3 separate regions of the Sus scrofa genome follow, and regions 2 and 3 are each linked to region 1. A link is a contact called in public promoter capture Hi-C data. All regions are on one chromosome and are shown on one strand. Each heading gives the region's core, a stretch centred on a gene start, on an enhancer-like site or on the middle of the called end of the contact. The rest is flanking DNA. Distances are from core to core; before and after follow the strand shown.

Region 1 (2,819 bases), core at 315-2,814:
TAGTACCTAATAATCTTAATGATTATTCAACCTCTAGCTTTGTCACCCTCAAAGTTCTGCTGGCAAGCCTGGCACCACCACCCCCTTCTTGAAAGTTGAGGAGGGTGTCAGGTTGTGTTGCCAGATGTAATTTGTTTTTTTTTTGTTTTTTTTTTTAACTTTTTAAAAATTACTCAGATGAATTTATCACATCTGTAGTTGTATAATGATCATAACAATCTGATTTCACAGGATTTCCACCCCACAGCCCAAGCACATCTCCCCACCCCTCAAACTGTCTCCTCCGGAGACCATAAGTCTTTCAATGTCTGTGAGTCAGCATCTGTTCTGCAAAGAAATTCAGTCTGTCCTTTTTTCAGATTCCACATGTCAGTGAAAGCATTTGATGTTGGTATCTCATTGTATGGCTGACTTCACTTAGCATGATAGTTTCTAGGTCCATCCATGTCGCTAAAAATGCTGTATTTCATTCTTTTTAATGGCTGAATGATAGCCAGATGTAATTTGTAAAAACATAGGTTTTGGAGTTCCCAAACTGTGGTACAATGGGTTAAAAATTCGACTGCAGCCGCTTGAGTCACTGTGGAGGCGCTGGTTTGATCCTTCGCTTGGTGCAGTGGGTTAAGGATTCCACTCTACTACAGCTGTGGCTCGGATTCAATCCTGGCCCGGGAACTTCCATATGTTATAGGTGCAGCCCTAAATAAAAACACAGGTCTTGCATTCTTGATCCTCTACACAAAATCCTTGCATGTCTCCTTACGGAACAGGTTTAGTTTTTCCTACTGAGTTCTTCTTTCATTCGCAGATCAATGGTCTCTCTCCTCTCCCCCACCTCCCCTCACACACACACACACGGTTCTGTTTCAGGCTTGCATCATTATTATCCCTCCTAATCCCCACCCTCATAACCAACTCCCTCATATAGGCGTCATGACTGACCCATTCGTACTAATTCTAGCTTAGGTATGAATTTAAAGGACCTTCAGCACGCCACCACTTTCCCCCAAAGTTTGTTAAACTGTACTTACTCTCTTCCCAAACGCCTTTCCCAGGCATTCCTACGAAATTCACTACTTATTTCAACCGCTGTTCTCACTTAGACTCGTCTATTCACCATACTATTCTTTAAAGGATCAGTTTCTGTCGACCTCCCCAAGTAAACCACGAACTTTCTGAGGTCTGAGAGCTTGTCACATTCCAGTTTGTATTCCCAGTACCTGGCATGTGAGTGGACACAACATAAGACTCTCAATGAACTGTGTGGAATTAAGAGCAGCCAAAAAGGCTGCGGAAAGCAACGCTGCGAGGAGAAGGGCGGTGCGCTTCTTCGCGTCAGGCTGAGCGGAGGCCGGCACTCTCTACCCGCGCAGCGGCAGGGGATGGACAGCAGGAGCAGGCAGGAAACGAGCACAGTTCCATTTTGGGCAGCGGAAAGCTGCGGCTGGCGCCTAAGACAGTACCGGGAGAAATTAAACGTAGCTCCTCCCCTCTCTCCTCGCTAGGCCTGCCCACCACGTGATCTTGCCTGCTCACGTGAGCGCGGCCTTGCGTGACCTGCCCCGGCATCACGTGAGCAACCGTGGTCACGTGAGCACGGTTTTTGCTGGGCTCCAGCAGCAGCTTCTTCCCGGAGTTGCTGTCACTGTCTTCTCCTGATCTCCCGCCGGCCGGATGGAGGAGGAAGATGAAGAAGCGAGGGCGCTGCTGCCAAGCAGCCCCGTCAAGGCCGGCAGAGGTGCCTCCAACACTCCCGACGCTCCCAGGGCGCTGTCCGCCCTCTGCGACCCCAGTCACCTGGCGCACCGGCTTTTGGTGCTGTTGCTGATGTGCTTCCTTGGCTTCGGTGAGCCGGCCGGCCTGGTGGGGTGTTGCTGCTAATCAGGAAATTACCGACTTTCTTTCGGAGAGTCGTTCTTGGCTGCCACGAGGCCTCAGCGCAGCTTCTAGTTTCTGTTTCTGGGCTTTCCTTCTTTTCCCTTCTCCACCCCATCAAAGCCTTGTAGACGTTGCTAGCTATTCGGCATTTCGAAGATAGGAGTAAGGGCACTGAGCTGCGCGAGTTTTGTGCCACTCCTTTCCTCTCCAAGAAGTCTCGAAGGCTAGCAACTTGCCGCCTGGGACCCTAGATATGAAGGAATCCCGGGATCATCAAGGTTGCTCTAATGACAGTTCCATTCAGAAGGAATTCAGAAAGATTTAACTGTCCCTTTCCCCGTTGCCCTTCCCCAACGCCCCTCTGCCCAATTTAAAATTTTTGATTGACCAACTCGTTGGCAGTCTTACGTGTTTCTCATCCTCTTTGGGAAAACGTATGAGTGTGTCTTGTTGATAGCTTCAATGAGTGGATGTGTTCTCGTTCTCTTCCGCTATGCCAATGTGAAGCAATCATACTGGATTGGACTTGTGGTAGGCTTGACGGTGTTTGGTTTCATTTACGAAATCTGGTGACTCTGAAGGAAATTTCTTGAGCTAATTTTAAAAATTATCTGCCTGTGTTCCAGCTACTAATTTTTTTCAGCAACATTCTAATGTCAATATAAGTTTGATAGGAAGGTAATAATGTGTTTCTCAAGGGGCTTGCGGGAATGGGTATCATCAACAAGTTCAGAAACATTATATTGGGTAACTTTATGCTACTGCTGAGGATATGTATGTTGGCATGGAGGTTGCTTTGAGCCTTAGTTCCTTTGCATCTCTTTTTGTTCCCCCTCTTTCTTTGTGGAAAGAAAGAGCTGCAGCTCTGATTCAACCCCTATCCTGGGAATCACCATACGCTGCAGGTGTGATCCTAAAAAGCAAAAAAAAAAAAAAAAAAA
Region 2 (2,700 bases), core at 93-2,592, 180 kb before region 1:
CTTGTTGCACAGCAAGTTACGGATGCGGTGTTGCCACTGCAGCGCGCCTCAGCGGTTGTTATAGTGCAGTTTGGCTATGGGGCCGGGAACTTCCACATGCGGGGAAGGGGAGGTGGCGATAGACAACTGTGTTAACACGTCTGGATAAATCTAAGAAGCCCTCTGAAGGAAAATGAAATAGTATGCAAACATAGGGAAGAGCTTGCTGTTTTAAAAGGAGCAAACACCTCAGTGATAGATGATATTTGAACACCAAGAAGAAAATATGGGAAAGAGTCATGCCCTTATCTACAGGAGAGCAAAGGCTCTTGGTCATGTGAGGATCAGCAAGAAGGCCAATGAGTCTGGAGGAGAACAGCAGGTGAAATAGGGCTGCAATGGCATAGCTGCTCAAACAAGGTCTTGTTTATTCTTAACCTTATTTTTAAATTTTTAAAATTTAGTTATTTAAAATTTAAAAGGAATTTTTAAAAACTTAGTTATGAAAAACTTCAAACCTATACAAAAGTAGAGATAACAGCAAATCACTGTTATGAGTGATTTCAGAGGGCAAAGGGTATAGCTTAAAACGATCCCTTCAGTTTTTCTATTGGGAATAGGCTGAGAAGCCGCAGGGCAGCAGCAGTAAGATCAGTCAGGCTGTTAGAGTAAATTCCGTGAGAAAACAGCAATGCTTTGAGAGGTGGGGAGAAGCTGCGGGTTCTGAATCTATCTTTGAATGTAGTGCCCGTAGCATGTGGAAACAAAACCAGAAAAGTTGAAGAGTGGTGTCAAAAGGTGACGTTTTTGGTCTGGGCAACCAGAAGAACGGAATTCCTGTTTATCAGATGAAGATCTTGGGAGGATTCAGTGGAAGGTCATTAGCTCGTTTTTGGACATAATAATTTCGAGATGCCTCTAAGAGATCCAAGTGGAATCGTCAAGGATGCTGTCTTCTATAGAGACAGGACATATAATGTATAGGTACTGGACATATATATAGGTACTTAACATTAACCAAAGATGGAACATTTTGAAAAGAGAAAAACATTTGTGGATAGTTCATTATTTTTTTTTACCTTCTTTGCAAGTCATGTCCTATAGAGTATTTGTTCACATTTGTTGAAGTAGCATATGTAACAATTTTTCTTTTTTAAAAAAAACCTTAAGAACTATTTTAAACCTTTCTTCCCGTTGCTGTAGAGGCAAAAGAACCACGTTTAAAGGCCGCCGCTTTCCGGGAACATGCGAAAAGCGTGCTTAGCTCCGCAAAGTGGCTGCACTTTCTCTTCCAAGTCGGCAGAGGGCGTGCGGGCAGCGGAGGGTGCTGCTCAGTTCTGAGATCCGGAAGCCTCTCTCTCTTTCTTTTTTTTCTCCCCTCCTTTGCCTGCTTCTCCCCGGAAGTGCTCTTCCAGCACTGACTGCCGGCGTGACTTTGAACGCTTCTGGCAGTGGTGCAGGTTGCTGGGTACACCGGGCGCTGTGGGACTTTCGCGTCTATTCTACGCTCGCCATGAGGCTGCTGGGAGCCGCCGCCGCCGCCGCGGCCGTGGGGCGCGGGCCGCTCCCGCGGATCCCCGCTGCCCTCGGCTGGCCGGGGAAGCAGGTGCGACAGGGAACCAGGGACTGTCCCCAGGACTTTGCAGTGCCTCCGGGGCTGGAGAGGAAATGACACCCCTTCCCTCCCTGGCATCTCCGAATGCTAGCTGTTGACCTCAGTGCTGAAAAGCCCCTCGGTATCTGCACAGCCTTTGGTTATTTCTGAGCAACGTCTTGGTATCCTGGGAGGTTGGGCGGGCCTCCAATTCATGGTTACGCCTCTTATTATTGGTATACTTAGAAGAGGTGACTGAAGTGAAGGTCAAGACAACTGAAAAATTAGTGTGTCCTGGGCTTGAACTCAGGGCTTTTGACTCATTATCCAGTGCTTTTTTCACTACAGTGTCGGCGGGGCTCCCTGCTCCCTCTTTCAACCGACCTTCCCAGGACTTTTCTTTAATTATATGTCTGCCTTTTGTGGGGGTGTGGAGATGGGGCGCAAAGTGGAATAGTGTTAGGTAGGAGTTGAGCCTTTCCTGTCATGCAAACCACCTTCGCTTTGCTTGCTGGTATTCCTGGGATTTAATCAATGAAGCTAGTTTCCATTTAATATTTTACCCACCTTTTCAAGTTCTTCTGCTTCCCTTCTCCCAGAAGTGGCTGCAGTGCATTTTGGATGTTCACTCCTGTAGGGAGAGGTTTATATTGTGTCTTGATTTCATAAAAGGCTGGACCCTCACCACCATGGTAAATTAAAGTTATTGTTTTATGTCATTAATTTTTAGGCGATAGAAGGAATCGGAAACTTTTTGTGGGCCGCTTGAACCTATTGGCACCGCTGCATAGAGCGTATAAGTCCAAACATCTTTGCTAGCTCTGAAACTATTTTAAGGAGGAAGGGGGAAAAAATCAAAGTAAAATTTAAAGTGAAAACTGTATTTCCTATTAAAGCAGTTGTTGGGAACCATCTTTCTGATTTTATCAGCGCCGGTATATACTTTCAAATCTGTGCCATTTGGTAAAATTATCGGTCCCTTTTTATTTTATTTTATATGTCTTTTCTGCCATCTCTTGCAGTCTCTTTGATTATAGGAATTGCAGGTTGAGACATTCCCTCTTTTGCCTTTTCAGGCTATCTCATATGAAGTTTTGTGTCCATTGAATTTTCTTGGAGGAAGGATG
Region 3 (2,887 bases), core at 167-2,666, 230 kb before region 1:
TGAGGCTATAAGAGAAAATATCCTCCTCCCTAGAAGGGCTATGCTATCTTAACTTGGGCTGTGAAGACTGCCCTATCTTGTGTCCCCAGTCTCAGGAAAGGGGGGCTGCTGGAGAACTTGGCTAAAGGTAGGGAGGTAAAAGGTCCAAAGGATTAAATTTCTGGCTCCCAAAATAACCCTGAGTACTCCTGCCACCTCCAAATCAGGCCCTGCACGCTTTTTCCTGCTGGCAGGGTGCCACCTCTCTGGCCCAAGCCCAGGAGGCCCTGGGGAGCCATGGATAACCCTCTATCTCCACAGGATAGTCCTCTAGAGAGACAGGCAGCCCATCGAATTAAGGATGGACATGCAGGGTGCTTTCTCTCTCTTCTCAGACTATCATTCTTCTCTTTCTTTAATCTACTTACTTCACCTATCTTTAGGCTCCTGGAAAGCTTGAGGACAGTGTTTTCCCAAGCTCAATAATGTGAGAACCACTGTCATCACCGCCTCCCACCGGCCCCCAACATGTCCAAATCCCACCTATACTTGTTGCTTAAATTGGTTCACTTTTCCACTTAGCTGTTTAAAGACTAGCTGTTGATATATAGCACTGATTTAAATTTAAAACCAGTTTCTCCTGCAATAAACAGAAGGCTCACATATAAATATAGTTAAGACATAGTATATAGGAACGGAATTTTAATTGGCTATGGCTGCTTGCTTTAGGCCTTGTGCCCGCATCCTGCTTCGTTAAGGAATACTGGAGAAGCGTTAAAGACATACTAGTATCAAAGTGAGACTTGCTCCCTGCAATAGGGACTGGAAAGAGGACAGAAGAGAGACGTTCTAATTTAATTTTTAAATACCACGCCTACATAAAACTTAAACAGTTCCCACTTTGGGAAAGGCTGCTCTCAGCTTAGGCTCACAAAAGACAATACGTGTGTTGAAATCTGATAGGCCTCATCCCATTTCCCTCAAGTACTGAGTACAGTATTTAATAACTGTGCTCAAAAACTTTTGCACTTTTTTTCTTATTATTTGCTCACACCTTCAGACCAACCACCAAAAAGTGTTTTAGGATTCTGCTGTGGATCGTAAAATGTGGCCAGTGATTAGGTCTTTGGATGCCATTTAGCCCAAATCTTGACCCATCTTAATTTTCCCGAAAAGAGACTTGGGGTTCGAGGCCGAGGGTGATTTTCCCAAGGTCACGCAGAGGGTAGACTAGTTTTTGTCTCTGCAGCTTGGATAACAAGCTTTCTCGTCCCACAGGAGGCTTCCCATGGGTAGCCTAGCTGGCACGTGGCCAAACCTCCAGCCTCCGCTTTGTTGATCGTGGTTACCATGGCGGCGGCACACTGTTCCCCGCCTCCTCTTGGTGACGTTATGGGACTAGCCTCCAATGGGAAAGCAGCTCAGCGTCAAGCACCGCCTTTCCCGGCGAGTTTGGGCCTTGAGGCCGGGAGAGAAGTGTTGACAGTGCTGGGCTGGCTGGCTCCGGTCGCGGACGCGGCGAGTTACACCGTTTTTCAATCTGTCCGCGGACGCCGCCGCCCGAGACAAAGCCAGGATGTTCGGGATGCTGAGCAGCAGCTTTGAGGATGACCCCTTCTTCTCGTGAGTACCTGGGGCCGGGAGCCAGCGGTCGCGCGGGAATTCAGGGATCTTGAGTGGCGCTATTTTAAGAGAGGAGAGCCAGTTAAAACTCTAAAGAGGGCGAGAAGGAATTCGGGTGACCCCAGGAGGCAGCTTAAGGAAGACTTAGGGCGCAAGTGGGAAGGGAAAGAGGATTTAGAGGCGTTTGATGGAGAGGAGGGTTTGGGGATACTGGGAGGAGGGAAGAGAAGGATTTGGGGGCGTGAGGTAGTCTAAGTAGGCTCCCCTCACCCCCAACAATCCCGGGTCCAGGCTGCTCTCCACTTGGCCTGAATTCGGGTACCCAGCAACCCTCAAATCCGATACTTCCGGTTTTCTAGTCCTGCCTTCGCAGCAGCAGAAGCTTTGCAGGTGATGGTAACTGCCTTCTCGGTTGAACTTCTGGTGAAAATTCTGTTTACAGGACCCTCTCTACACCTGTTTCAACCTCAAATGAGGGGCAGAAAATATTTAATAAGATAACAAGTCTTCGAAAAGGGAAAGTTTTTTAAAAAACAGTATTTTCCATAACATGTGTTTATAAGAGCACAACAAAGTTGGAGAGCTGTGCTGTCTCTCCCCTGGAAGTGGTTGGAAGTTGCCAGGTGCAGTGTTTGTTTCCTTTGCTCGCTTTGTTACAGTGCTAGCCTTGTTTGGAAAGGGACTCCAAATAGGACAGGGAAGCAGAAAGAGGGTGCATTTAACACCTCGGGTAAACAAGTGCCAACCTGTGAATGGTTCCAAGTGAAATAATGTGATGCCTTAAGAGAAGGCATCCAGAAATTAATTAGTTTCATTATGATGAAGTTTGCTGGGGTTTGCCTTGTCTTTTAAGTTCTTCTTTGGCGGTTATATAAAAGTAATAACACAATCTAGTTGGATCTCTAAAACAGGAAAATGTGTTACTTTTTTAACCCAAGTGTTTTGCCACTGGGACAGGTTTTGACTTCCTGTCCTAGTTTATTTTGATCACTTAAAATATCTATGCAACTTGGGGACTTTTAAAAAGGTTAAAATGTTAACAGTTTACTATGAAGATTTTTGTTCTTTAAAGGAGAATATTATATTGGCTTAAAATATGTTAGTACTGTATTAAAACCAAATAAGATAGAAGTAATAATTGAGAGAAAATTAATAGTAGAAAAGATGAGATGATTAATGTAGAAAAAATAAAATTATTAATACTTAATTCTAAAAGTTATTCATTATAATTAAGGAGTATATAGACTCAGGAAAATTTATCATACTCTTTTAATTAACTTGTTTA

What was found. Promoter capture Hi-C pulls out the DNA fragments that hold promoters and counts their contacts.
Region 2: a contact with region 1 is called in a promoter capture Hi-C map of liver, with 4 times the contacts expected there. The contact joins the promoter of GFM1 here to the promoter of MFSD1 in region 1. A contact is called at or near these places in 2 of 5 promoter capture datasets (fetal liver and liver), 13 of 47 Hi-C or Micro-C datasets (alveolar macrophages, blood, embryonic fibroblasts and 6 more) and 1 of 2 datasets of contacts at active chromatin or transcription factors (alveolar macrophages).
Region 3: a contact with region 1 is called in a promoter capture Hi-C map of liver, with 3 times the contacts expected there. The contact joins the promoter of MLF1 here to the promoter of MFSD1 in region 1. A contact is called at or near these places in 1 of 5 promoter capture datasets (liver), 1 of 47 Hi-C or Micro-C datasets (liver) and 1 of 2 datasets of contacts at active chromatin or transcription factors (alveolar macrophages).

What each region holds. Positions count from the first base shown.
Region 1 is chr13:98,590,781-98,593,599 of Sscrofa11.1, forward strand. It overlaps MFSD1 (major facilitator superfamily domain-containing protein 1), which reads left to right and starts at 1,565. Exons shown (of 16, transcript XM_003358650.5): 1 at 1,565-1,846. The coding sequence starts at 1,675.
Region 2 is chr13:98,409,790-98,412,489 of Sscrofa11.1, forward strand. GFM1 (elongation factor G, mitochondrial) reads left to right here and starts at 1,343. Exons shown (of 18, transcript XM_003358643.4): 1 at 1,343-1,585. The coding sequence starts at 1,493.
Region 3 is chr13:98,356,388-98,359,274 of Sscrofa11.1, forward strand. MLF1 (myeloid leukemia factor 1) reads left to right here and starts at 1,417. Exons shown (of 9, transcript XM_003358641.5): 1 at 1,417-1,602. The coding sequence starts at 1,556.